Regions from separate parts of the Mus musculus genome. Here all the other regions are linked to region 1. Evidence: chromatin contacts called from public Hi-C and promoter capture Hi-C data. All regions are on one chromosome and are shown on one strand. The core of a region is the stretch at or near the end of the contact, and the rest is flanking DNA. Distances in the headings are between cores, read along the strand shown. Region 1 holds the start of Spred1 (sprouty protein with EVH-1 domain 1, related sequence). Region 2 holds the start of BC052040 (cDNA sequence BC052040). Region 3 holds the start of Eif2ak4 (eukaryotic translation initiation factor 2 alpha kinase 4). Region 4 holds the start of G630016G05Rik (RIKEN cDNA G630016G05 gene).

Evidence for each region. Promoter capture Hi-C pulls out the DNA fragments that hold promoters and counts their contacts. A called contact is a pair of places that touch in the nucleus more often than the background predicts. Capture Hi-C pulls out chosen DNA fragments and counts their contacts.
Region 2: a promoter capture Hi-C map of pre-B cells shows a contact between it and region 1. The contact joins the promoter of BC052040 here to the promoter of Spred1 in region 1. A contact is called at or near these places in 2 of 39 promoter capture datasets (embryonic stem cells and pre-B cells), 1 of 484 Hi-C or Micro-C datasets (B cells) and 3 of 115 datasets of contacts at active chromatin or transcription factors (embryonic stem cells and large pre-B cells).
Region 3: a contact with region 1 is called in a promoter capture Hi-C map of pancreatic islet. The contact joins the promoter of Eif2ak4 here to the promoter of Spred1 in region 1. A contact is called at or near these places in 6 of 39 promoter capture datasets (the C10 cell line, the HPC-7 cell line, hippocampal neurons and 3 more) and 1 of 9 other capture datasets (pancreatic islet).
Region 4: a Hi-C map of cardiomyocytes shows a contact between it and region 1, with 2.7 times the contacts expected there. The contact joins the promoter of G630016G05Rik here to the promoter of Spred1 in region 1. A contact is called at or near these places in 2 of 39 promoter capture datasets (the 3T3-L1 cell line and cranial neural crest), 2 of 484 Hi-C or Micro-C datasets (cardiomyocytes and embryonic stem cells), 3 of 115 datasets of contacts at active chromatin or transcription factors (astrocytes, embryonic stem cells and stem cell-derived neural progenitor cells) and 1 of 9 other capture datasets (embryonic stem cells).

Annotation. Positions count from the first base shown.
Region 1 is chr2:117,118,257-117,125,400 of GRCm38.p6, forward strand. Spred1 (sprouty protein with EVH-1 domain 1, related sequence) reads left to right here and starts at 2,815. Exons shown (of 7, transcript NM_033524.3): 1 at 2,815-3,500. The coding sequence starts at 3,469.
Region 2 is chr2:115,578,493-115,585,636 of GRCm38.p6, forward strand. BC052040 (cDNA sequence BC052040) reads left to right here and starts at 3,224. Exons shown (of 11, transcript NM_207264.4): 1 at 3,224-3,493. The coding sequence starts at 3,393.
Region 3 is chr2:118,384,079-118,391,222 of GRCm38.p6, forward strand. Eif2ak4 (eukaryotic translation initiation factor 2 alpha kinase 4) reads left to right here and starts at 4,539. Exons shown (of 39, transcript NM_013719.3): 1 at 4,539-4,774. The coding sequence starts at 4,631.
Region 4 is chr2:116,063,284-116,070,427 of GRCm38.p6, forward strand. It overlaps G630016G05Rik (RIKEN cDNA G630016G05 gene), which reads left to right and starts at 3,942. Exons shown (of 5, transcript NR_153841.1): 1 at 3,942-4,057; 2 at 4,901-4,967. It overlaps Meis2 (Meis homeobox 2), which reads right to left and starts at 1,775. Exons shown (of 12, transcript NM_001159568.1): 1 at 1,519-1,775; 2 at 1-137. The coding sequence starts at 1,530.

The DNA.
Region 1 (7,144 bases), core at 1,565-4,064:
TACTTGGTGTAGGATAAAGACAGTTTTCTCATGTATGTATGTATGTATGTATGTATGTATGTGTGGACAGCACATTACTTGGTGTAGGATAAAGACAGTTTTCTCATGTATGTATGTATGTATGTATGTATGTATGTGTGTGTGTGGACAGCACATTACTTGGTGTAGGATAAAGACAGTTTTCTCATGTATGTATGTATGTATGTATGTATGAATGTATGTATGAATGTATGTATGTATGTATGTATGTATGTATGTGTGTGTACAGCACATTACTTGGTGTAGGATGAAGACAGTTTTCTCATCTTACCCAAAAGTCAGTTCTGATGATTTCTGGGCTGCACAGGAGCCTCAGACAGCTGTGTCTCCTCAAAAGAGAAAGCTGCCTTTGCAAATGGCTACCTTTGTCCTTAATCATAACTCTGATGGTTATCACTGTTGATGGCTTACCAAGGGCCAGGCCATGTGTCTACTGGGGTGCACAGGAAACGACAGATGGTTATTTGTTGAATGACTGAACAATGCCGAGTGCTTTTCAATTAACCTTCACATGCCATCACTTTGACATGGGCTTTAGAACTTCTGTTTTATAAAATTATAGTGAGAACTGGACATACTACCACCTCAGAATTTGTACTAAGTGCTTTATGTGTGTTGCTAGCCCATCAATCCATATAAAAGCTCTGTGAAATAGATGCTTATTAGCCACATAAACTAGACAGAATTTAAGTGAGTTACTTAAGAACAGGCTCTGGGCGATCAAGCTCTCCCCTCCCACCTCAGTACTGGGGATTTAGCCGAGGGTTTCAAGTCTACCTCTTCCCACTCCAACCCCGGGCCTTCCACTACAAGGCTAGAACTTTGGCCCCCTTTTCATTTTAAATTTTTATATTGAGACAGGGTTTTGCTAAATTAAGGAGGCTAGCCTTGAACTGGTTCTGTAACCCAGGCAGACCTTGAACTTGGAATCCTCCTACCCCAGCCTCCACATTAGCTGCCAGTCTGGCCCGGATTTAAACATGAGCGGGCAAAGCCAGTTAGTACCTGGAGAACAGACTAGCACCTACACTCTGGAGTTCAGGTTCTTCACATCCTAAGATCAAGTTCAAAATGGTAGGAGTGGAGATCTCTTCCCACGCTCCACTCACTCACTCCTTTTTCCCATCCCCACTTGTTCCTAAGATGAACAATCCTGCAGACGCGGCTGGAAGTTATATAAAGAAACCTCAGTGATCCACGGTATGGGTTTTTGGTGCACGGCTGGCTGGGTTAGCGCCTTTATTCCTTCGTCAAACACACATTAGGCACTCTTATGTGCACAGTACTGTTAGCACATTAGTGTGTACTCATTCGGAGGAGAGCAGCAATTCTGAGGCTTCCTGGAAACCTTTGGCTGAAGAGTGACGGTTTCCTTAGGAGGCCCGCTGGACTTCTTCCCTTGGAATTGTTCTATCTCTCAAGGTGGCTGGAACAGGAAGCTTCCTTCCCCGGGGGTTAAGTAAACTTGAGAACAAAGTGAAAAGCCTATCGCAAAACCGCCTAGGGAGACGCCACAGGAACTTAGGAGCGCTAGGGAGTCAGTCCCCCAGGCCATCTTGTGTATAAGCTGACTTCTTAGAGACAAGATAATAGAATTTATAGAGCTAGGAGTTCCTAGCCCTCCGGTCACAAAGATCCCAGGCTCCAGCCCTCAACCTTAGAAGGTTCTTGTGCAAAAAAGATCTTTTGGGATGATTGCATACATTGTCCTCTGACAATGCAAACGTGACAGCTGCCTATCCAACAACCGTTCCGCCTCTGTTCGCCAAAGTTCGTGCCACACAGGCTTCTCCTGCGCTATAGTTATGCAACCTCGCTCGCAGCGGGAGTTATTTCCTGTGCTGCTGGATGCGCCAGATTCATGTAACCCGCCTACCCCGGGCTTCAATGGAAGCCGTTCTCCATTAACAAGCACTCGTGCTTCCAGAGATGAATGCCCAGCATTGCATGCTGTTTGCGCAGTGAGGATCGCGCTGCGAGGTATTGAAACCAACTCTTTCTACACACACACACACACACACACACACACACACACACACACACACACACACACACACACATCACACGCACACAACTACCCTTGTGCAAGAAGCAAGGGAACTGCAGCAATGCAACTAGAGGGACAGCAGGAGGAGCTCGCTTTGCAGTCCTGGCCTGTAACCCCCACTAAGAGATGAACTCATGCCAGTTCCATTCTTTGCAAGAAAAACACAACACACGCGCGCGCGTGCACGCGCACTGAGCAGTACGGAGTGGCCTCCCGATTTCTTCCCCGAGCACACGGTGTGCTGCCCGCTTGTCCCGGCAACCCGGATATCCCAGGCCGAGTAACGGGGACTTGAGCGTCGCAACAATGCCAGTCCCGGAGCAGCTCGGCTCACAGCTCCCACCCCCGCCCCCTTTCCTCGGCGTGCCAAGAGTTTGGAGCGCGCGCACGCACACGCGCGCGATGCAGTGCAGCGACATATCCCTCCGCCACCCTCCTCGCCCCGCTCCCGCTGCCCGACGATTTGGGAAGCGAGGGGAGGAGGGAACTACTTTCCTGAAACTTGTTATGCTGCCCACGATCCAGAGCTGCAGTGATTCGACTGCGGGCCGCGGCTTTTAGGTTTCCCCCCGACCCCTCAGAGGCCCCGCGCCTCCGGCTTGCAGCCGCGCCCCACGTCCGCCCAGCCGCACCCGCGCGAGCCCCGGCGGCCCAGAAGTCGCGAGGGACTACTTCGCCTGCCTCTCCCGCGGGCGCCCCCGGTTCGAGCGGCGGAAGGAGCGGGCGGCGTGAGCGCTTCCGCCGCCCCCCTCGCGGCTCCCCTCTCGCGGGCGTGAGGAGCGGGCCGCCGAGCAGCGCTGATCTCGGCCCTCGTCGCCGCCGCTCGGCACTGTGCCCTCGGGCTCCGACGCTCGCCTCGCGCCCTGCCTGCGGCCCCTCAGCTGGAGCGCGTCCGAGGCAGCCCCTGAGGGCCGACCAGGCGCGCCGCGCGGGCAGCCGGCGGCCAGGCGGGAGATGGTGCGCGGCACCTCGGCGGGACCGCGCCGCCTCCCGCAGCCAGCGCTCGGCTGCCCCCCGCCGGCTCCCGCCGCCCGCCCGTCGCCGCGCCCCTGAGAGCAGCACCGCCTCAGCCACCGGCCGCGTCCCCCTCAGCGCCCGCAGTCGCCCGCGCCGTCTCGGCTTCGCACTCGACCTCGGCGCGGCAAACCGCTGGGGTCGCCACGGCCGCGCTTGCTGCCGCCGCCCCCCTGCGGGGGTGGCCGGGCTGCCCGGCTCGCGGGGCACCGCTCCGAGTGAGGCATCCACCATGGTGAGGCCCCCGAGCCGCTGCCCGCGCGCCCCGCCGGCCGTCGTCGCCCGCCGCCCCTCGGTGCCGCCGCTGCCGCTGCTTCCCTGCCTGCTGTTGCTCCTCCATCTCCTGATCGGATCACGGTGAGGGAAAGATGAGCGAGGAGACGGCGACTTCTGACAACGAGTAAGCGAGCCCTGGCCTGGTTGAGCCCGGGGGGCAGCCCCCTCCCCCCAGCCCGTCCCGCCCGGGAGGTGATAGATGCCCGATGTGTCGGGCCATTTTCTTTAATGGCAGCACCCCTTTTCATTCGTGCATTTTCGCCTCTCTGCTTGGGGAAGGGTATCGAGTGCAGTGCAGAGGCGGCGTAGCAGTCGGACGTCTCCGAGACAGAGTAATAATGTGGGTAGCTCAAAGTGGAGTAGAAACTACCCTTTGCCTGCCCTTCACTCCGGCGTCAAACCCGCCCCCCCTCCCCAAACACCTTGAACATCCAGCCACCCTGCCTCTACAGCTATTTCGCTCGGAAACTAATGTGTGGGAGCACCTCCAGCCGCAAACTGCTCTTGAATCCTAATTCGATGACTCAGTGACTCCTAAATACCGATTAAGCCTTCGCCCCCCGCCCCACTTTTTAAACTTATGACCTATACTATTCTAGTAAAAAGATAGGGTTAGGGAAACATTTTAAGAATTAAATAGGATTAAGGACACCTGGAGTGTGGGCGATGTTGAGCTATTGTGTTTTTTTATTATTATTTTTTTAACCTTCGAGAGTATTGAACCCGTCTTAATCAAGAACAGAGTAATTAAAAATTTTGAATGCTAGGGTTTGGCTTCCGTCTGTGATAAAGTACGGTTTACATTGCCGAACGCGTTGGTGACTTCATCAGAGCTTGATCCATAAGTTTTTGCTTTTTTGGACTGTCCTTAGGTTTTCCAAATGAATCACCGTGCCTTTTAAATATTTTGCTTTAATGTAGCAGCCTCTTGAAGGAATAATGGGGCTGTAAGAGTTTCCTGTTGAGAGTTAATTTGGGGCCGAATTTTGGTGTCTGTTTTTTCTGTAATTGAATTCAATTTTTGTTTGTATTTGGAGGGCTATGAAGAGTTAAATGAAGTCTAGTCCTTAGGATGCATTCCTTTAAATAAAGTGCATTCCTCAAGTCAGATCTTTTCGAGAAGGCTTTAAAGGCCCGTTTACCATAAAATAGCAGAAAAATGCCGAGCAACGCCCCCCCCCTTTGAAAAGCACGCATTGAGGAGCGGGTGTGGAAGGAGGTGGATTGCTGCAGTCAGTGCAGTCTAGAAGCAGAAGTGGCCGCCATGTTCTCTCTTTTTGTGAATCGCCCTCATTTGCATAGCACACTTCATTCATAAAAAAAATAATTAAACATCCATCACCTTGGACAACTTGAAAGGCTTTCCTAAGAAAACCACTCGAAGCTTGTTTGTCCTTGTGTAGATTTTTGGGTTCAGGAAGTGAGGAGAATTTGAAGTTTTAGATTAAAATTTGGAACATACGCGCACACACAAACAACTACCCCAGTTCTCAGAATGTTGACACAGTTATGTGGGAAATATCAGTTCGGGGAGGTGCTGGGATCACGTGATCGCCTCCATTCATAAAATACCTGGCTGTCCATTCACAGTGCAGTACACTGTCACTGCCTTCCGCAGACTAGATCTATTTTGAGCCAGATCAAGAACCCTGTCTCAATGCTGGGCTGAGAAAAACTGCGGAAATGCTGAAGGGAATGACGGGAACTTTTATTAGTATCTTGCAATAAAGCAGCTGGGATAAAAATCTTATGATCTATTTTAGAGATGGGGAAAGATGTCTTACCATTTTAATAGTTTAGAAAGTAGTATTGCCTTACTTCGGCCAAAGAACAAATGATGGGTGTAGATTAAAGCAAATGTAGAATATATTGTTTCAAAACAGGCCTTTTTTTTTTTTTTTTTTTTTGGTACTATAGTAAATTGAAAGTGCAAGTAAGTGTATGAAAGAGATCTCAGTGGATAGAACCGTTGTTGAACTAAAATGAAAAAATATTAATGATTGTTTTAATTCTCAAGATACTGATGCTTTCAAACAGCCCCCACCCCACCTCCAAATGTACTTATGGGCAACTGGGAAATTATTCATTCAGATTTTTAAAATTGTTTTCACAAAGATATACTGCCATATTAATACATTGTCCTGAGGAGCCTTGTAACTGTTAGTTTGGGTAGTAAAAGGGTGATCTATTTTAGCATGTATTGTCCTCTGAGAGCTTTTTCATGGGGCAAAAATGGGTGGTGGTGGTTAATGAACGTGAGGAAATGATTATGTTCATCTGCTAATAGTGGCTGCTAGACCTGACACTGTTTACTTGAACCTTGGCTCTGCCACAAAGTGGATTTCTTGGAATGTCCCGTTTAATCTGGTCATTGTAGAGCTCATCTTTAACATAGGAGGTGAAGTTTTGAAATGAAAATTCATTATTTGTAATCACACATTAGGAAAAAACGAGAGATTCAGTAGAGCCCTCGTGGGCTTAGGTTTGGTTTAAAATGGCCTTGTTTTAATTTTGTTCTTTTCTCTCTTTTCTTAAACTATCCTTCATAGGGATTTGATTACAGTAGAAATTATTCCTAACACTTTATTGCTTCATCTTTTTCTTTGTTTCTAGCCTTTTAAAGAAGATGACTATAATCAATTTCTCGGAAGATCGTGTTAACTTCTAAAAATTGACAGCCACTATGCTAAAATGTAGTAGGGCCTTTTAGAGCCCTCATTTTGAAAAACCGTTATTTGAATTTAGATTTTGTGTGTGTGTGTGTGTGTGTGTATAAATAGGTAACTGAGGTACTTACATATCTAATCAGGAATTAGTGGAAGATGTATTATATAAAAATGTAAAAGGCATCTTGACAGTGATAAGTCAAATGAGGGAAAAATGAATGAGGATAGGATGAAGCCTTAGATAATCGTTTCAAATTCATGTTTAAAAATAAGATTTTTTAGGCAGGTCAGATGGCTCAGCTGGTACAGGCACTTTATACCTTGCAACCTCATGACCTGAGTTTCATTTCAAGGACTTACATGGTGGAACCTGTTCCCACAAGTTGTACTCTGACCTCCATGTACCTCTACATTCAAAACAATCACACAAATAAATGTACTAAAACATTTTTAATTAGATTTTTCAAAAGACAGTAAGCATACTTTAGAAGTAGACTGCTTTATGCCACAAATAAAGGAACGAGCAATATAATTTTATTTTTGAGGTTAATACTTTATTTTCTGATGCTCCAAATATTTCCAGTAAAGATGTACCTTATATATAATGGATTAGCCTTTTAAATACAAATTTGAACTCCTAAGTATATATTATGGAATGCATAGGGCCTTGGTAATTTGTTGTTGACTGCGTATAACACTGCATGGCCTTTGCCAGTCTGACCACAGTACTGGGAGGAGTCAAGTAACTGTAAAACCAAGCATTTTGTTTACTGTGTGCACATCAGTCAGAACCGCCTGCTGTGCCAGAACTAGGCTTTTTAATAGCAAGCTAGAATTTACAGTAATTTTAGACTTTTAATTAAAATTGGATCACTTGAGATAAATTTGTTGTAGTATAATCTATGTTAGAACCATTTTTCCTGTCAAAAGTAAATTTTGTGGTTATATCATATAGTACTTCTTTAAAAATGTACCTCGCAGTGTCATTATGTGAGTATATATATTTAATTCCATTTGTCTTATATATGTATATGATTATGCATACATTATACATATAGTTAGAAAGTATTCTAGAGCTGAATAGAAGGAAACATTGGGAAGC
Region 2 (7,144 bases), core at 1,974-4,473, 1.5 Mb before region 1:
AAGTGTTCTGCTCACATGTATGTATATGGATCATATGTCTGCTTGGTGCTCATGGAGGTCAGAAGATGACATTGGATTCTTGGAACTAGAGTGATGAATGGTTGTGAGATATCATGCAAGTGCTACTAACCAAACCTGGGTCTTCTGCAAGAGCAGCAAGTGCTCTTAACTGATAAGCCATCTTTCCAACCCGACCCATCAGCAGCAGCATCACCACCACCATCATCATCATCATTATTATTTGACTTCAGTTTCCAATATATAAACCAGTAGCTTTACTGGACAGTGTAACTGCCGAGATTCAGTAACATAAGGTATCAGTGGAATGATAATTGCCCATAACAGACTCTCAAAAAATTAGCATTCTTCTTTCCACATGTTCAGTTAGTAGACTTCATTTACTTTAAAATGGTCAGTGTAAATGTTGACAGAAGCCCTATGAAGAGCATCAGAGTTTTCAATATAATAAAAGTAGTGTGATCATGGTTTTAAAAACTTGCGCTCGATTTGGTAGGTTATTTGAAAATATGGCTGAGTCTTTCCAAGGCCACGAACTCCTTACTCTGCTTAGAACTCTGCTACAGTGGGAATAATTTCCCCAGCCGCCTAACTCTGCTCATTCTTAATTTTAACCCTTTGTATCAGTGCCTTTACTGAAAGGAGCACATGCCTCACATCCACACTGCACCCCTCTTTTAAAATGTTCAACATTCAACCATCCAGGAAGGGGGTGATGAGGGATGAGCGCAAAGCGGGCAGGAGCAGGAAGAAAAAAAGGGGGCCTCAAGTACATGCTCAGCCAAGTGCAAGCATTTCTGTTAGGAGGGGAAAAAAACCAATTAAGTCACAGCAGAAGAGCTCCGCCCAGCTCTTATTTTGTACCTAATACGTCACTGCAGATGAAAGCAGCACAGAACACTCTGCTTCTCCCAGTACTAACTTTGTAAACAACGACCAGATTTGAGTTAAAATAGTAGGCTGCCAGCATGTTCAAAATAAAAACAAGAAAAGAAACCTGGCCATTTCCGTAAGGGTTGTGAGGGCGAGGGCAGGACAAAAGCCAGGGAGAAGAGGGTTGCTATAAAAACAACTAGCGCAAACATCCTTGAACTGATGTTTTCTATAAAATCCCCGATGGCTGTGAACTGGAAGGAGCGAAGCTGTGAAGGGGAGAGGGATTGGGAGCCAAGTGCTGTCTGCTTCTCGTCAGTCAGCTTTCCTGCACAAGTCACGGCAGGGTCAGCAACAAACTAACCAGGTGGCAACTCCAGGCTCCGCTGCCATAAATAACGGTTATGCGCTAATGTCACACAACCAGATCTAGATGTAAAGCATATGGGAAGGAAACTTTCTGAGGTAAAGATCTAGAAACTCGCAGCGCTTGCTCAATTCAGGGACCGCTGTTGGTCCTGAACTTTGGAAACTGTCAAGAAAATATAGTGAAAACTAGAGGGGGAAAAAGAGCCCCTTGTATGTGATTTTTTTTTTTTTAATTAGAGTATTTACTTTAAAAAAAAAAAAACAGAAAAATGGACCCTTTGGGTTTAGGAGAGTGACTAGGAGATGAAGTGATTACGCATTGTTGAGAGGCAGCAACACAGCGTACCAATTTTCACTTAAATCCCACTCTGGCTATTGACTTGTTCTCATGACCTCCGGGAAGTTCCTTGACCTTTTATGCCTTTGTTCACTCTGAACAAAGGAAGGACGGAGCAATAATGGGGATAGAACCTGCGCCAGGGGAAGTTACTGGGATTAAGGGAGTCCTTACAAGAATACCAACAAAACACTATCTAGTAAACATCCTACCTAGTTTACTTAAGGAACTTAGTCTTTATAACCTAAGTTACGTAAATAATGTCTGTTGAATGCTATGCTAAATAAATGTCTCTTGTACTATCTTATTGTTTTTATTGACAGATGGTCATTGGACATAGTGCTGATTTCACAAATATAAATTCTTTCATTTTTATGTCCACACACTCCCCCAGTCTTATTGCTTTCTCAGTATTTCTCTGCGTTCTTTCTTGTACATATGTGTATGTATGTAAATGTGTGTGTACTTGTGATCTATGTAAAACTGAAGAGCCACAAGGGAGAGGAAGCAAAAGATATTGGTTTGAGTCCTTTTTCCAGATGTAGTCATTATTTTAATCTTTAAAACTGTGTTTCTAAACCACATTTTGTTTATTCTTTCATCTGTTGACTGACAACTACGGTGACTCCATAACTTGGCTCTATACTACCTTATTTAGTCTTAAAACCTGCCTCATGAATTACAAATTTTTATAGGTAAAGTAATTGAGGCTTTGATGAACTAAAGAATTTACCAATGGGGTCTTATCTAGGCCAACCTTCCAACTTACACTTTACACCAAATGAAAGCAGTAAACCGTTTAAACGTGCTAAAACCTAAGCAGATTTTCTTCCTTTTGCTCAAAATGGGAGAGAACACATATCATACGCCCACCTTAGAAACAAAGGTTTCAAAAAACCAAACCAAACCAAACCAAATATATAGATGCTCTAATATATTAACTCAGAAGTTCGTATTTCTACACATTATTGGGCACTCACTATTGTGGGGGCCAGGAATTTACTTCTTTATGTATGCGAGAGTGGAATTGACATTCTACTGCCAGTTGTTTTAAGATGCAGAATTTAAGTTCTCAACAAAACCAGCATTGCTTTCCACCAGAGAATTTAATGCAGAATTTAAGTTCTCAACAAAACCAGCATTGCCTTCCACGGGAGAGGCTGAAGAACTTTCCCAGCACAGGCGAAACCGCTGGTTTGCAGAGATCCTGTTCGCTGCTTAGCTTCCGCTCACCTTGCTCCTTTGCAGGCCATCTGCTCAGAGCGGCAGAACTGGGCGTGTCGGAAAAAAACACATTCAAATCCCGCGCTCCACCAGAGCACTTCCGGGTTTCCAACTCCAGGCTGGAAAAGCATCCCTGTGACCCGAAACGGGCCGTCTGTGTTTCTCGCAGCTGGCAGAGTGTCTTCAATGAGCGTCTGGGTTCCGATCTCAGGGAGGTGTTGCTGGGGACACCTGCCCCTAAAGACGCAAAAAGAATTCGGTACGCAGCCGCCACTTCCTGGTTGCTTTGCCCTTACCCAAGATGGCGGCTAGTTGCCTTCGGCCCGGCTTACTGCGGCTGCTCAGTACACTCTGCTGGCGCAAATAGTTCTACAGCCCGCCTCTCCCGCGGAGGTGAAGCCTGGGACGCTGCGTGTCTCCGCCCCGCGGTGCAGCTAGGGGGGTGTGCTTTGGGGGCATAAGGGATAGCTAAATAAGTGGAGGGCCCAGGGTCGTACCGCGCTCTGCCCTTCCCTAGGTTCTAGGCACCAAGCCCGCACGAGCCCAAGGGTGATTTTTCCTTGGGCCCAATATGATACTAACCAAAGCCCAGTACGAGGAGATAGCCCAGTGCCTAGTGTCTGTACCGCCCACTAGGCAGAGCCTGAGGAAGCTGAAGCAGAGGTTCCCCAGGTAAGTCCCCATCTCCAATTCTCACAGCATTTTACCTGCACCCCAGTTCCCGCCACCCTGGCAGTCATAGAAGCCACGTGTCACACACAAATGGGAGGAACAGAGTTAGGTCGAAGATCATGAGAATGCTCTCTTCCCTCCACCTGCCTACCATACAAAACATTTAATGGCTGAGGCTCCTGAAGTCACTCCAGGCCTTGGGAGTTGAATCCAACTCAGCAGATCTTTACTTGATACATATTGCGGGTATGAGAGTGTACACATATTAAGTAGGTGCTTCATAGATGACCAGTGGTTAATCCACAGATACTAGCAGTAAATAATTGGTAATGGGATCTTTGCAACGTAAAAAAACGTGAATTGGCGGTTCATCGCACTGGGGTGCTGCCAACTTGACACAGACACCTAGAGATGGTAGATCTAGAGTGAACAGGACCCTTTCGGATTGCCACTGGTAGCAAGAGGGCCCAGGCCCAAAGGGGGCCTTGTCTTGTTGGCTGTGCAATGAAAAGATTCTTTATAGAGTTGAGAACATTAGGGGGTCACACTCTTGAGTCTGGTCATTTGGATCTCAAGGTCTGAAGGTTTCTCATTGTGTGCATACGTATTCCCCATGGGTTTCATACTTTTCACTTTGTTGTGGGATTTTAGGATTTTCCCACCTGCTAGGAAAGGTTTCTTAGAGATTATATAACATAGATTTTTTTCCATTTATAAGATGTAAAAACTGAGACCCACTCATTACTTGAATACCTGTTCAAAACAACTAGGTCATCATAATTAATATGTTAAATAATACAGAACATTTTGTATATTTTTTTATTCAAAACATATTATGACATTGAGCATAGTTACTCCTAATGGAGAGCTTTCCTATCAATAACACATAGCCTTTGACCATGCATCACCAGAGAGATTTCATTGAGAAAGACAAGTTATTGGATAGTAGGTATCAATACAAATTGAAGCATATCTTTCATGACCTCATATTTGGTAGACTAATTTTCCTAGACTCTAAAGAGAAAGGCTCTCCTTCCAATATTGTCCATACTTAAGGACTTTGTAGCTAGGGGATTTATCATAGTTCCTGTTCAAGAGCAGAGTTGACAAGTTGGAATTTAATTATTATCACTAGTTTTTTTTGCATCCTTTCTAAAATGAGTGGTGACTGACCATCCAGGGGGAAAAGGTATAAGATGTAGGTATATTATCACATGTATGTTATATAGTATATGGAATGTTTTATATGTGTATACATTGCTAGGGAGTTTTGGAGCTTTTTTGATACATTGCTATCATTATGGACACATATTACTATTTTCAAAAGAACATATGTATGTATTTGGATCCATATGTGTCAAGGTATGTGTGGAGGTCAGAAGAAAATTTGGAGTTGTTTCTTTCCTTCCATCAAATGGGTCTGGCAGTGGAACTCATGTAGTTAGGCTTTTTGGCAAGTGATTTGATCTACGAAACTATTTTACCAGCCCCACCATTAAAATATATATATATATATATATATATATATATATATATATGTGTGTGTGTGTGTGTGTGTGTGTGTGTGTGTGTGTTCGTATGTATAGTTATATGTATAGTTATATCCTAGAGTGTTTTCTAAAATTTAAATTAAAGCTGAGAAATTAAATAAAATACTACTAAATTTGTTTTGAATAATAGTAAGTATATTGCTTGTTGACATTTTATCTATAATAGTCATAATTCCAAAAATGGTTGAGATACGGCTGTATACTTTTGCAAATCTCTTTAAGATCTGCCTTAACTACAAGAAGCTGCATCTATTTTTATATTTAACTAGTTGTCATATATTGCTGATAAAAGGATAAGAGGAGGGACTGGAAAAATGGCTCACTGAGGAAAGTGCTTGCTATGCAAGCATGAGGGGCCTGAATTTGGATCCTGTAGGAGGGAACCTCTTCAGGTTCCTTGTCTCCTCTGTTTAGCATTTTGGTCAAGGTCACATGCTTTGTCTTCTGGGAGCCTCCCCCATTCCATGTCTCTTGGACTTCCTAGAGATTCTCCACCTCCACCCACACCCACATCCATCCTTACCCCTGGGGCAGCTGCAGATTTCTATTGACTCTCCTGGCCTTCTGAGCCTCTCTCCTGTCTCTCTTCATGGGGTATCTTTCCTTGATTGGTGATTGATATGAGAGGGTCCAGCCACCCCTTGGTGGTCTTGCAATGTGTAAGAAAACAGATTGAGCAAACCATGGAGAGCAAGCCAGTAAGCATTGTCCCTCCATGGTCTCTGCTTCAGTTCTGTTTGTAGGTTGCTGCTCTAACGTTCCTTTGTGATGATCTGCAACTGTAAGCTGAGATAAACCCTTTCCACCCCTAGTTGTCTCTTTGGTCCCAGTGTTTTATTGTAGCAATAGAAAGCAAACTAACACGGGCCATTGCTGTGACACCCCCGATCGACCTCCTTGTAAGGAGGAGGGTTGCAATGGAAGCCCTGGCAGTGACTAGGTAGGTCATGGAGAGGCCATGTCTTGAAAAATATGGAGAGCCATAGGAGAAGATATCAGATGTGCCACCAAATGTACATGCATGCATGAGTGTACCTGCAGGCCTGTGGTCAGACACACAGATACATTACAACAGAAAAAGACAGGAAGAAATACTAAGGAACTCATAGGTAGTTGCAAAAGAAAAGAGTAACTTAATAGGCTTTTTAGATACTGTGGATTAAAAAAAACCCACTGTTGTGTTTTTATTACACAAAACCTAACAAATGCTAGTTTCTTGAAGGCTGACTGTAACGTGGGATAGGAAACTCATCAACTGCTTGTCACCGTCTTGCATTGTAACCCAGTGGCCTGTTTTGAAAGTTAGTGGGTCTTTTACCTATGCAATATTGATTTGAACCATACAAACCTTCAAAATGTTGTCACCTTTCATTCTATTTTATGAAAAAATCACATTTGCTAATCTCATCAGTGATCTCATTAGAAGTGTGTAAGATTTGAAGCTGTCAAGCTATAGTGATGGATATGAGCTTTCTAATATTTGAATTTTCCCTTGGAAGCTCAAATTTTACCATTGGCAACACTTGCTATTAGTTGTTTTCCTTGAAATGACAGGCTCACGTCATTTGTATCTGAGAAAAACGTCTGCCAGATACCCAAATCTGAATAATCATATTTCATTCATTGTTTATTCAAGTAAGAATTGTATTCCCTGGGAAAAAATGGCTAGCTCAGCTCTCCTTCAGGTGAGTTCCTCCACAGAGGTACCACACTATCTTGCTAAATGGTCTTTGTTTTGACTTCTAAATTCAGCATACAGAGTTTTAAGAGGATGTGGTTTAATATCACAAATTAGTGACTTTTCTAAAATGAAATAGCCATTTTATTTTTTTAAGCTGAGTGAACGTGACTTGGAATATGGCTGTAGTGCCCTGGCCTCAGTTTGTGGTTGGGTGTAAGTTAAAGAATCTATCAACTTGAGTGAGGGTTGGGTTATTGGAGGGACTCAAGGGAGGGTAGCTGGAAGGGGATGGAAAGGGGAAAGTGAAGAGTTGGAAATTTATCTACTGTAGTATACAATAGGCACAAATATCAATAGAATAGAAAGAAAAGTAATATTTTATAATTTTTGTTAAAAAAAAAAAGCTTTGACCTTGTAGAC
Region 3 (7,144 bases), core at 3,289-5,788, 1.3 Mb after region 1:
GAATTTGGGGATCTCTGGAAGGAGTAGTCAGTGTTCTTAACTGCTGAGACATCATCTCCAGCCCCAGGGGTCCCATGCATATGAGTCAACTACTTTAATACTGAACCACACCCCTCGCCCTGTTCTAATTTGTTAAAGCCTATTTCACACCGTCTTCTTACCAGAATAGTTCATAGAAATCCAGGCTCAACTGGCTTAGAGAGAAAAGATGATCTTGACACAGTAAATGTGATGGTTTGCATATGCCTGGCCCAGGGAGTGGCACTATTAGGAGGTGGCACTATTTTGAAGGAAGTGTGTCACTGCGGGCATGGGCTTAAGACTGCTATCCTAGCTTCCTGGAAGCCAATCTTCTCATTGCTGCCTTCGGAACTCTCAACTCCTCCAACCTATATCTGCCTGAACGCTGCCAAGCTCCCTCCTTGATGATAATGGACTGAACCTCTGAGCCTGTAAGCCAGCCCCAATTAAATGTCCTTATTAGAGTTGCCTTAGTCATGGTATCTGTTCACAGCAGTAAAACCTTAACTAAGACAGTAAAACTGAAAAATCCATACTAGCTTCAGGCTGGGTTCCATTGAAGTGCTATAACACCAGCTGCAACAACAAACACTCAAACCCTTTGGGCCCCATTCTCTTTATAAAACAGCCATGTGAGAATCTCTTACTTATACTTAGTATTTTGTGCCATTTGATGTTTCTTATAAATAGTAGGTATCTAACTGTGATGATTTGAATAAGAATGTCCCACATAGGCTTATATATTTGAATGCTCAGGCTGTTAGTGGGGTTGTTTGGGAAGGATTAAGTGGTATGTCTTTGTTGGAGGTGTGTCACTGGGTGTTGGCTTTGAGCATTCAAAAGCCACAGCAGCCCAGTTAGCTCTCTCTATCTTATACTTATGGATCACATGAAAGCTCTCAGCTTCTGCTCCAGGGCCATGCCTGCTGCCTACTGCCTGTTCCCCCACTGTGATGATCATGGACTCTAGCCCCTTGGAACCTTGAGCCCTGAATTGCATGCTTTCTTTTACAAGTTACCTTGGTTATAGTGTTTTGTTACAGCAATAGAAAAATAACTAAGACACCAGCTATTAAAGTCTAAAGAGAATTATCTAAGAGACAAGTGAGTGGAATGTGGAGTTTCTCTAGGTATACAAACTATCATACATAGTAAAGTAATGCTGGATAAATTACAATCTGTATGTGTACAACATTGAACCCTAATATAATCTATGAAACTTAAAGGCAGCCTCTAGACAAAAAATCCCACAGCTCCTGCCTTAAAGGGAATAAAGGACAGTTCACTCTGAAGCTATTTTCAGTGGTCATGGCCCAGGAAACCAGTTCTAGGTTGTATGTTCCAGCTGGAAGCTGTTTCCTTGTGTTTTACTGAATAAAGAAAGCCATAAGTCACAAGTTTTAAATACATTGATGATAATCAGAGAGGTCATTACAGCAAGACAGGGGAAGGTTTATAGGCGTCAGATGCTATCTGATGGCATTCTTAGCTCGGCTTAGTTGTCTACAAAATTAATAGATAAGAATTATCTATTAGTCACAGGATACTAGTTCTAACATAGACCTGGGTAAGGAATGGTATTCATGGCGCTCAAGCTAGCCCCAGATGAGATAATTAGCTTCTGGACTTGAAACAATTGAACCTCACATCACTGCAGTTTTGACCAGTCAGTCTCTGCACATACAGTTTCTATCCTGGGATTCTATATATTCAATAGCAACACTAGATGACTGTAATAACAAAGTTTGGGGAAAGCTCTGGAGGGAGAGAGCGTATGGGCACTCTCTAAACTACCTACCTGAATGTCTGTAAACTTGGAAAAAATAAGGTTGCTTTTTCAAACCAGTAAGTTGAAACATTGCTGCACCTCTGTTACAATGTTTAAAATTTAAAGACTAACAAAGTTCCTGTCAGGGTCAAGGACCAGAACTTTGGGACACTAATGGTAACACAAAATTTCTACTTTGAAATACAGTTGACAGTTTCTAGTTTCTTATTTTGAAATTGTGACATTAAATTAATTACAAACTTATATTAGGGTTGCAAGAATCACTCAAAGAACTCACATGATCTTTCACTTAAACTATCCCATGGTCAACATTGGATACTTATGGACATTTGTGTCATAGATATATGGACAACAAAACTCTCTTCATTTTGAATTACTTGGTAGCAAATTGTTGGTTTAACATTTCTATTATCCATTAATGATACAGTGAAATTTTCTTAATAAGCAGGACCCTTTTCTACATGTCTATATGGTCACTTGTTCTATGAGTTCCCTCTGAATTGAAACATCACCTCCAGGTGAGAGGCAGATGCTCACAATCCCAGGAAATAAACAACCCCCCTCCCCAGCAGTAGAAAAAAAAAAAAGGTGAACAACTTCTAGGGAGAAGTCTCTGGCCTGGGTAACTCTCAGAGATACTAGGACTGTGGAGTGTGGGGCTCCCTGCAAGCTGTGCAGGTAGCTCACAATAGTAGCTTCCAGGGTCTTCCCTCTTGCTGGGGTGTGCTTTTTGCTGGTGTAGCTGCTTTTAAGTCATCCCTGCTCCTTTAAGTAACTCCTCACCCACATTTCTATTAGTAGCACCAATAACAACCCCAATGGTTCATCAAGTTATATTGGTGCATTCGTTACTTTGGGGTAAATTGTGTGTGTGTGTGTGTGTGTGTGTGTGTGTGTGTGTGTGTGTGTGTTGTGTCACCCCAGGAAAAGACTGTCACACAATAATTATTGTTTTATTAAATAAAAGTATTTTTACTATTTTGCATTTTTACTATACAGATATTAATAACATAGAAAGTGTTACACTTTAAGGTGTAATGGGTTTCAAATGTCTTTTTCTGTTACACACATGCTTCTTTATAAACAAAGTCCACAATATTTGATATTTAAAGCATTCCTAAGGATGGAGAAAATGAAACAATACTGGTGACGACATCTGACATTGTGGACCTGGATGACAAATACCTGGGGTTATTATAATGTTTCCTCTGCTTTTATGTTGAAAAAAATCCGTATTGAGTTTTTCTTTTGTAGTAGAAGAAGAGCAGTTGGAAACTGGAAGGATTTTAGAGATTAGTGTGGCCATATTCGTGATTTAGGAACTTTACTTTGGCTACAATAGGAAGAGCTGCTTAACATGGGGCAAGGATGAAGACGGCCGAATAGAGAGCCAGTGAAGAGGTGGTAAAAATGGGCTGCAGCTTAGGGGGAAACTGAGGACATGATGACAGTTTGAATGTGAGAGCTGAAAAAAAAAAAAAAAAGGCAGCACTCAACAAATATCTTCACTGTTTGTTGAGTTCTGCCATGTATCCAGGCAGGGGTCCCTGGAAACAGAACAGGTCTCCAGCTGAAGGAGGGAGGAGGTGGTTTCTAAAAGGCCTTTGTGTTACCTTGTCTGATCAGAGTGGTCTGAAGGTGAGATGCCTAAGTCAACATTACTAAGTGAACAAGATAGATGCAAACAAGATTGACAGAGACATGTCACCTAACCTAACTCGAGGCATGATAGTGCATTTTTTTTCTGAATTAAGCTACAGCAGGTAGACAACAAAGCAATAGCAATGTCTGAATAGATAGGTTACTTATATGCGTGAAAAAAAAATATGGTCAAATAGGGATGGTGGCACAGTCTCATGATCCTAGCGCTGAGAGGATAAAGTAGGAAGATTACTATGAATTCAAGGCCAGACCATGCTGCAGAGGGAGACCCTGACTCATATGGACACAAATACATCCCTTAAGTATGTAAAGTAGGGTGCAACATTTTACATGAATGTGAATGCTCAAATTTACATTAAATGAACTGGTCGGATAATTCTCTTTGTGGGATTTGAAAATGCAAGGAGAGAATTTCAGAGAGTCCAGAGAGCATGCATGAGACATTTAATTAATGATTCAAGGGTAACGAATGTGGGAAACAGGGTTTACGGTTTTTTCCTCCCAGTAGTCTCATTCTGGGAAGGTCAGGTAAGATAAACGATTTAACTCATGACTGCGCTCTAAAATTTTCCTCTCTCTAGCCAGGCAGGGTGAAGGAGTTCCAGCGCCTGTTTCTGCTACATACTTGTTTTGTGAAAACTAATATGTGTTGTCACTTTGACCTAAGAGACTGGCTCTCCAAAGTGTGTTGGCAATTCCTGACTCAATTTCTCCCCTCAGGAAGAAGGCAAAGCTTTCCCCTACTCTTGTTTTATTAGAAGTCTTGGGCCATGAGAAGTTGGAGCAAAACCCCGCCCACTGGCCTTCTCCGGAGTGGGCCAAACGAGTCAGCCGCGGAGAACCCCGCCTTCAGACCCGCCTCCTGGCCTAGGCTCCGCCCAAGGCCCTCTCACCTGCTCAGAGTCACGCCCCTAGGTCGGTCTTCAGCTCGAGACTCCGCCCCCAGGTTCGTCTCCCGCTGGAGATCCTGTCTTTAAAGCGCCTCCCCAGAGCAGAGCCACACCCCCTAGACCTGTCATCAGCTCGAGGCCCCTCCCCCAGACCCGACTCCGACTCGAGGCCCCGCCCTCAGTTCGGTCACGGCGCGGGCTGGAGCTCCCCTACCCACCCCAGAATCACCGCTACCTCGCCTAGGCCGCTGCGCCTGCCCCGGCCGCCATGGCTGGGGGCCGCGGGGCCTCTGGACGCGGCCGGGCTGAGCCACAGGAGAGCTATTCGCAGCGACAGGACCACGAGCTGCAGGCCCTGGAGGCCATTTACGGCTCGGACTTCCAGGATCTGCGGCCGGATGCGCGCGGACGGGTAGGAACGTGGTTGGTCTGGCCCGGTGTTCTCCAGTCTAGGAACCCAGCCAGACGCCTCCAGTCTGGGGCGACCACTTAGATCCTAAAGGCTTTTCATATTGCAGTTCCACTACCCTCACTTTCTGCCTCTGCGCCGCCACTGGTCTTGAGAAGGCAGCACCTGGCCTGAATTCTCTTTTTTCCCCGGTCGGGCTCCTCTCTCTGCTGTGCTTCTTATTCCCACTGACGTCCCCTAACCACCCTTCGTCCTTCCAACCATTCTTCCCCACACTGACTCGCCCCAGGCCTCGAGGTGGGTTGTGACTGCACATTCATAGTCACTCATTGCTACTTTGTGCTGGGGATGCTTAGGGGGCGTGGGTCCAGGTCTTGTGCTCTCAGCAAACAAACTCCCAGGTCACACTGTGTAAATCCCGTTTCCTGTGTGGAAGAACTTTTTGTACCTTCCTCCGAGACTTTTGAGGAATAGGTATAGAACATGTTTATTGTCGCTGTAATGCAGTGTTTACCGAGTTCTATTTAAAACATCACTTTCCTTTTTTGTGTGGAAGTTAAGCTGAGGGCAGTGACAGTCTCTCCCTATCCTTGAATAGTGTATCTGCCGAACTAAAATGTTCCTGAAGTTTGAAAGTACTTCTTTCCTCCATCTGCCTTACTTCTTTAACTCACAATGTCTGTCTTTTCTCTATATCTAGTATTTCTTTAGGAAAAGGCTTTACTTAAGCTGTCAGGGCCAAGATTCTCCCACTAAACCAATATACTTTTTAATTTAATGATTTAGACGCTAGGAACACAGTCATGGGTAAAACATGCACAAAACCCCTGCTGCCGGCGGGAAGCTTACTTTTTTAGGCCTTATTTGTAACTTTACATACAGTTATACATGCTTCTTGTAAATAGTAAGATAACCTACAGGTCATCTGGCAACTTCTCTGTTTCCAGGGAACCAGGAAGTAGGGCCTAGGCCACCAGAATAGTGTTACAGAATGTGCAGGGGACTCAGGGAGACCCAGCTGGCTTTTTTTTTTTTTTTTTTTTTTTTTAGTTTTTTTAGTTTTATGTTCCCAAGGTGCAGGAAAATGGAAGGAAAACCATCAGCCACTTTTAGGTAATGATACTGATAATCCTAAGAATTTACAGCTGATCCCAGTTAGCCCAGGAATTTACAGCTCACGGTGGCCTTTATAACCAAGAAGACTTAACCCAGAGATAGTGTAAAAGGCAGGTAGAGTTATTCAGTAGTAGACTCTGGCTCTGGATCACAAGCAATATCACCAACACTTTCTTTCATAGGCCTTTCAGGCAAATAATTGATGCTCAGTCTGATGAGTCAGAGGTTACGCTTTGAACAAGCTCTCATTAGCACCCGCTACTTGCCTTTCTTCAGGGAAAGGTTATTCGGTGCCACTATCCTGAATCTAGAACCCTTGAGGCCTAGTAGTTTTCAGAATACAGAAGTGTTCTTACACATAATCCGGGGTGTATGTTCCTCCTCCTTCCATGCCTGTGGGGGTGTGTTCACAATGTAAACGCAATGAAATAAATGTATGAATATGCAAATGTCAGCCTGAACACAGTGAGGACAATGACCTCTTCTCATTTCAGGTCAAGTTTACTGCCAGTAAACTCAGATCACTTTTTTTTAACTTTTGGGGGATATGTCATGGATTAAATGTCAGTTTTGAAACATTTCATTCATGGATAGTCAAACAGTTCAGAGTGTATATCAAAAATTAATTTACACATTTAAAAGTTTGGGTATCAATCATTTAAGATATAGTTTACAATTCAAGGACATTTAAAAAATACTACTTATTTATCTTGTCTAGCTTTCCGTATCAGCAGAGGGTCTGCTTCCTCCCTTGGGAGGCATTGCAAACCCTCCCTCCTTCCTTCTGTCTCTGGGTCCACTGGTTGTTTATGAGTGCACTTATCTCTTTAGCCTTTGTCAACATTGCATGCTCCGTCCTTTCATTTTGACAGTAAATGAATGAAAGCTGTCCCATCTAATTTGTATTTCATTGGTTAGAAACCATGTTCATGGTTTTTCTTTTTCTCTGAACTGTTTTTTGTTTGTTTGTTTGTTTGTTGGGTTTTTTGTTTTGGTTTGGTTTGGTTTTTTGGTTTTTCGAGACAGGGCTTCTCTGTATAGCCCTGGCTGTCCTGGAACTCACTCTGTAGACCAGGCTGGCCTCGAACTCAGAAATTCGCCTGCCTCTGCCTCCCGAGTGCTGGGATTAAAGGCAAGCATCACCACTGCCCAGCTCTGAACTGTTCTTATTCATTGATTTATTTTTCTCTTCTAAGGTCTATTTTCTTACTCAATGGTAAAAATGTAGATGTATGTTAGGGAAATTTTATTTGTGGT
Region 4 (7,144 bases), core at 2,692-5,191, 1.1 Mb before region 1:
TGCTGCGTGGCGTGGAGCGGCGGCCCGTGGTTTAGGTGGTGAACCGGGGGGATCGGCCGCGGCGCGTGAGGGTCTCCGTACATGGAAGCGGGAACCCCTACTCCGTCCATCCCGCCGTAATGGGGCAGCTCATCGTACTGTCAGAGCCCGGGCAAGAGGAGGGGGCGGTGGCACAGAGTAAGAGAGAACCCAGGGGGGCAGAGGCAGGAAAGCAAAGGAACCCGGAGCAAAGAAAAGAGGGTACAGAGGAGTGGGGATGGAATAGAGATAGGGGGTGTAAAGACGGATGAGAGAGAGAGAGAGAGAGAGAGAGAGAGAGAGAGAGAGAGAGAGAATAAAAACAAAGTCAGAAAAAAAGAAAAGTACCGGACACAAGTTAAACACACTACAAACCAAACCAGGAGAAAAAACAGATTTGAAAGTTGGGAGAGGATGTCGTAAATTTTAAAATTAAAGTCTGAGCCGAGAGCAGCATTCAGGGAAGGCAGATCAGGCGGAGAGGCCGGGGACGCCGGGTGGGGGGTGGGGGGGCACAGGGAGGCCCCGCTCCCGCTGGAGGCTGCAGAACCCCAGCGAGCCAACCCAGGGAGAAGTGGAGTTAGCAAGAGAAGGAAGCCCCGGATCCCACCCCTTACCCCCCTTCGCCTCCTCCAGGAGATCCAATAAATCAAAGGGCGAAATGAAACAAAATAAAGAGAAGAAAAACGCTAATAATCAGGCCGAGAACGGCAAGGACAAGGGAAGACTAGGGTCGGTGCCTCCCCGGGGGCTAGGAGCTGAGGGTGGGGAGGAATAACGTGAAAGTTACCAGAAACATTATTTAGCAGCGGATTCCCTGCGTCCTTGTCAATTTCAGAGACAAAACAAGCAGCCGGGGCTAGTCTAGGCAGCGCGGCCCCACGCCGGCGGCTCCTACGCAGCCCGCGCCCGCCCGGAGCCGCGCGAGTAGCGGCGAAAGAGGCGCAGCGGCGGCGGCAGGAGAACCCGGGGAATCACGCTGCCGGGGTAAAAGCTGGAGCGAGGCGAAAGCGTGTAACAATTGCACACAAGTACACACACACACACACACACACACACACACACACACACACACCACTCACACGCTCTCGCCGCCCGCAGAGAACCCGGGGAATCACGCTGCCGGGGTAAAAGCTGGAGCGAGGCGAAAGCGTGTAACAATTGCACACAAGTACACACACACACACACACACACACACACACACACACACACACACACACACACACACACCACTCACACGCTCTCGCCGCCCGCCCGCTCGCTCAGCGCTGGGACACGCGCGGCCAGACACGCACACACGCACGCACACACACTCTCACACACGCAGAGGCACAGGGGGGAAAGAAGCCGGTGAATAATTTTGTTACTATTTTTTAAAATACTGGCCGCCATCATCATCAAGCAACCAGCAGCAGCCAGCTCAAAGGGAGAGAAGGCATGGGGCAGGGCCCTGTAGGAGAGGATTTATATCTAGGTAAGTGTTGGAGATTTAAACCTACCCTTTGCGCCATCAGTCTGCGCTCCAATAAACTCCTGGATGTGTCGTATATTTAATATCCCAGTCCGGATAAGAAAGTGAGCTAGGTTGAAGAGTCCTTTTTTTCCAAACCAAGGAGACTTCTCCCAATTTTCCAATGTTATTTTTTGGGGGGTGGGGAAAGCCCAGTCAAGAAAACGAAGAATTTTTTTCAGTGATATTTCTTCTTTTTCTCTTTTTTCCTCTTCTTCCTCCTCCTCCTGATCTTCCTCCTCCTCCCCCTCCTCCCCCTCCCCTCCTCCTCCTCTTCGGTCCTCCTTTACTCCTCTTTCTCTTCTTTTCCTCTTAGTTGAAAAAAAAAAAGAAAAGAAAGAAAAGAAAAAGAAAAAAAATTGTCAAGCCCCCGAACTGAAGGTTACGAGCGGCCAGTCAGCAGCCCACATGTAACCGAACTGTCGAGTTTCATGGCTTTTTGCCACTCCAGCTGTCAATCAAAGCCCGGAATGTCAAGGTAGTGAATGAATGATGGTTGATGATGATGAAGAGGAGCAATCTTTCAGACCCGTTTTTTTTTTCTTCCAGTAAAACTCCGCGAGGGGTTTCTGCTTCTTGAATTCTTCCTCCCCCCTCCCCCCTCTTTTAGCTTTGCCCCCAAAATAGCTCTAATATGATCCTCTCTTTTTAAAGTATTGTTCAAAGAAAGCAAGGAGAAAACCAAGAAAAAAATGAATAGTTTGCAAAAATTGGACTTCCTCCCCCCCTCTCTGGTAGGTATTTTGTCTTTCCCTCTCTCTCTTTCTCGCTCGCTCTCACTCGCGCTCGCTCTCTCGCGCTCTCTTTCTCTCTCTGGGAGATGAGTGAGTGTCAGTAGGTGTTGGCAGGTTGGCTGCAGCCGGGCTTATAGTAGAGCCTCAGTTTGGCGGCGCGGGTCGGCGGCGGGAGAACGAAATGACGGAACCCGGAAGTCGTGGTGGCCATAGCCCGTCCTACGGCGGAGACACATCCCGAGAGTGGGGAGCTGGAGCGAGGAGGAGCGCGCAGCGCGGAGCCTCTGATATGCAGCGAGTGCGGTCGGACGGCCCCGGGGGGGGGGGGGGGGGCTGGGGAAGGGGAGGCTGGAGCGGAGAGGACCGGAGCAAATCAGCAAGCCTGCTTCTCCAGGGGGACGACGCGGGAGGGAGAGGAAGAGGGGAGGGAGGGGGGATGAGGGAGGGGGAAAGGGGGAAGGGAGGGAAGGAGGGAGAGCGACAGGAGAGGGAGAGAGAGGGAGAGAGAGAGAGAGAGAGAGAGAGAGAGAGAGAGAGAGAGAGAGAGAGAGAGAGAGAGAACACGCGTGATTGGAGGGGGAAGGAAGAGAGGTGGAAGAGGACAGGGAGAGCGCAGACAGGAAAACTGCAGAAAGCCACAGGGAAAGTACGGTACAGACTCAGATCTTTTTATTTTCAACTTACTTCTCGTTTATTTCCCCACCACTCCTCTTGGCTCCTGCCTAACTGGGTCGCGTTGGGGATGTTTGGCATGGCGCTCTAGCTTTTGTTCGTTTTAATTCCGCGGCCCCCTTCCTCTGCCGGCGGATTACTAGGTCCCGAACTCTGCCACTACAACCTAGAGCAGCAAGCTCCGCCAACTGCACCACCGCCAGGCTAGGATTTTTGTTGTTGTTGTTGTTGTTGTTGTTGTTAAGTGGTACTTTCTTTCTCGTGCAGATGCAGAGCCCTTTTTGTCAATATTCATTTTTGTCTAGTACAAGATATGAGCAGCTGAACTCGGAGCATAGTCCCTCGGTGCGCTGCAGACAGTGTAGACCACCATTGAGAGTCTAGGGGTCCTGGGCTCAATCTGGAGGGAGAAAGCAGGATGAGAGTTAGTAGGGCGGGAGTTAGTGGGGTAGGAGTTAGAGGAGAGGGAGTTGTTTGGTGTTTGTTGTTTACCGATGTAGACAAGTGTGTGTGTGTGTGTGTGTGTGTGTGTGTGTACGCGCGCGTGCGTGCGTGCGCGTGACCGCTGTGCGCCTCTAAAGTGAATCTTGGATCTAGGAAGCACCGGAGGAGAAAGATTAAAAAGCATGTGAGACAGAAGATGCTTGCGAGGAGTGGCTGGCTCTGGCTGCCCAGCTTTGTTGTGGTTGCCCTGGGCGCAGCGGTTGTAAAGAGGGCTAAAGGCTGAGTTAATTACACCGGGAGGATTTCGCTGGATGGGGACCATGGGACTGGCTCCTAAAGTTTTCCCAAAAGGAAAAGGAAGCGAGTAGGGTTAAAAAGGTAAATACCCGACTAGGTTTTGGTAGAAACTAGTTCTGGCCGGGGTCCCGCCCAATCCCTGGCCGGAGTTCCAGCTGGCTTTACCTCTGCTCTGCTGTTTCCCCGCGGCTGCGCGTCAATCACCGAGAGACGAGAGCTGGGGGCGGAGCTTTGGTCACCCGGCGCGCGTAGCCGGGTTCACCCTGCCGCCACCAGGCAGCTGGCAGCGCGACCCAGCCACGCACTGGGAGCGCGCCCTCTCCCCAACTTCTCACCCTCGCCCTGGGTTCCGGGCCCCAGGCCCAGAGAATAGCAAACAGAGTAAGGGTTTGCTGTTCAACTGCGGCCTCCCTCCCCAACTCTGAACCATCCCGTGACAGAAAGCAGCGCCTCCTGCAAGGGTGCCTTTGACTGGACTTTCTCATGGGGGCGGGGGTGGATGGGAGTGGTTAGGTATAGTAGAGTGGTGTGTGTGTGTGTGTGTGTGTGTGTGTGTGTGTGTGTGTGTGTGTGTGAGAGAGAGAGAGAGAGAGAGAGGACTTACAGAGAGAGGGAGAGGGAGACGGAGAGGGAGAGGGAGGGAGGGAGGGAGGGAGAGAGAGAGAGAGAGAGAGAGAGAGAGAGAGAGAGAGAGAGAGAGAGAGGTTTTTCTCCCATTTAGCATCTTCCTGGTTTCCTAGCAAGCTTCTGAACATCCCAAGCTAGCTAAAACTACTGCATGCCGAGACTCCATGCGGAGTCTGAGGAAATTTGGCCTCGTTCTCCTAGGGCTGGTGAATGAGCTCCGGAGGTCAATAAAGCCCTCCAAAAATGATGAATGATTGAGCACCTGTGATGATGATAGTGATTACCAGAGCAATTAAACAGTTTGATTAAATGAGCCATCATAACAATGATGTCTGCGGGAAATCGGCCCTCACATATAAAGACAGTGTGGAGGGGCTGGCAGAGGCCCGGAGAGCGCGCCGGGAGAGGGGTTGCAGCCCGTGCGAGTTTGGCTCCAGTGGCCAAAGCAGGGAAGGCGGCCTCGGGGACCTTCTGGGAGCAGAGTCCAGCCAAGGGTTTCCCTCTCTTTCCGCTTCAAGCCCAAGACAGCAGAGCAGTTTGGAACCCGAAGGACTATATGGTCCTTTCCCCCTCCCCCACCACTTTTTTCCCCCCTAGAAGAACTTCAAGATTACAAATATCCGTCTCATTTGATGCTGAATTACTCGTGGACAGATAAGAAAAGGTAAGTAAAAAGAAAAGGAAAAGTTGGCCTCCAGAATTTTTTTTTTTGGGAGGGGGTGAAGTTAAATCTCAGTTTATCCTCCTAGGGTAAAAGAGAGGGAAAGAGAGAGAGGGAGGTGAGACACACACAGAGACAGACACAGAAAGGAGAGACACAGAATATGAGAGAATATTTGGCCTGGCTGAAGACCGTTTTCTGCTTCACAGAGTTGTGAATGATACTGGATCCAAGTTGTCGGCCCAGCACTGTTGGCAGAGTTTACATTCAGTTTTGATTCCTCTAATTGTTCTTAATTTCAACATTGGCTATTTAGTATCGCCAGTAAGATTTTTGCTCTTTTTAAATCCTGGTTAAATAAACGCCAGTTAGGAAGTTTCTTTTTCAAAGGAACACGGGTTTCCGAGATAAACGCTTCTTTTGTAAAGAACAACTTCGTGAGAAACCTCTGCATCTTCCTGTAAGCATGCTTAGCTCTTTTTTTCCACAGCGGTTCGCAGCCCCCACCCCCACCCCAACCCCAGCTTGTTGATATTGTAAAGCGATTTAATTTCCCGGTAACCTTTATTTAGTAAAACTTCTTTAGCATTAAGAAAAAACAGCATTAATAAAGTTTCTCCCTGAGTTAAAAACAAAAATCCAAGTTGATTATTTCTATTTTCTAAAGCAATCGTTAAGGAAATAATGGCTTGATGAAGGGTGGTAATTTGGGGTTTTACAAAGAAAAATGCTAACCCCGATTTATACTGTGGGCAGTGCAGACGGAGCTTAAACTTGAACCTCTTCCTCTCCTTCACCACGTAACTTCTTATGAATTTTGGCAAATGCCTTAAAGCAAACAAGAGGACAATCTGGTCAGATGTAGGGGGCAGAAAGGAAGGACATTTTAAGAAAAGCGAGAATTTTTAGGGAGACTTTTAGAGTTAAGAAGTGTGAGGTGGTTGAAAATAGCATGCTGGTGAAGGCCTTTTGGCTTTGAAATTCACTTTATCTAAAAGGAGCGGCTGCTTTCACTGAAGAGATGGGTTACACAGATGCACGCTATTGGTAAAACTCTTAGTTTAAATGTTAGTTTTAAAATCTACCACTGCCATGCATTGCACAGGGGATCAAGTTGGAGTATCTTTCCTGATCCCTGTGATACCACAAGTTGTGATCATCCAACAGCTTATGGGTGTTTTTATTAATACAACAGCATAGGTTGCATATAGTGAGGGACTTGCCTCTGTTCCTCATCTCGATTTCCATGTCTGGTAGAAGCCATTGCACAACAGCGAGGTGTCCACACTTTCTCTTTTCTTTCTGTATATGGGCACCTTGTTTTCAGAGCTTCACACTCCACACCCTTTGTGGATTCATTTACTCTCCCACATTTGAGGTGAAGGGAAATAGGTGGGGCAGCCCCAGAGACAGACAAGAGATGGGGGTCACAGGCGCCATGCACACCTCAGTCAACAGTCAGCCCCTTCTGCCCAGGCTGGAAATGGTTTTAACAGGCGGTAAAATTTCATCTTGCGGTGTCAAATTGGGGTCATTTTGGGGTTAGAGTTCTCAGTGTCCGTGAGGAGCTGTCCAGCTGTGTGGGGACTCATTAACTGCAAAAGATCTGTTTCAGTAAAAACAATTCAAAGACAATTGGAAGGCTAAAGACTCTCTACAAATCGCGTTTTACAAGTGCCCCAGAACAAATATGGTTGGTAAAACCTATTTCTTCACAATCTTAAATCAGCTACTTAGCTCTGGAGTGGGGGGTGGGAACATTGAATTAAAAAGGAGGTGAAAAGGGGGGTACTGAAGGGGGTGAATGAGAAAGAGAATTGGGCCTCTCAAATTTAAGAGTCTGTTTTTAATCACCCCCTTTCTTATTGAAGCATCTCCTAGACTTCTGAAAAGCACTCCTTTCTATTTCTCCCTTTCTTCTTTTGATCCCTTGTGGAATGTTACTATAGGTAACATTAAGGATTTAAGGGAATAATATAAGCCCCCTAGTTCTGTAGTCCAACGGCATTGGCTTTTGGGAGGGGAGTTAATTTGAAGTAGCATTTATAAACTCCAACTTTATTTTAGCTGTGCTTGTTCAGCCTCCTTGAGGTGGTAATTGCGGCTGTTCTTTTTATATCCCCCCTCCCCAATGTCCAGATCCTCTGCACAGATAACTCCACATTCCTCAGAACTGTGAG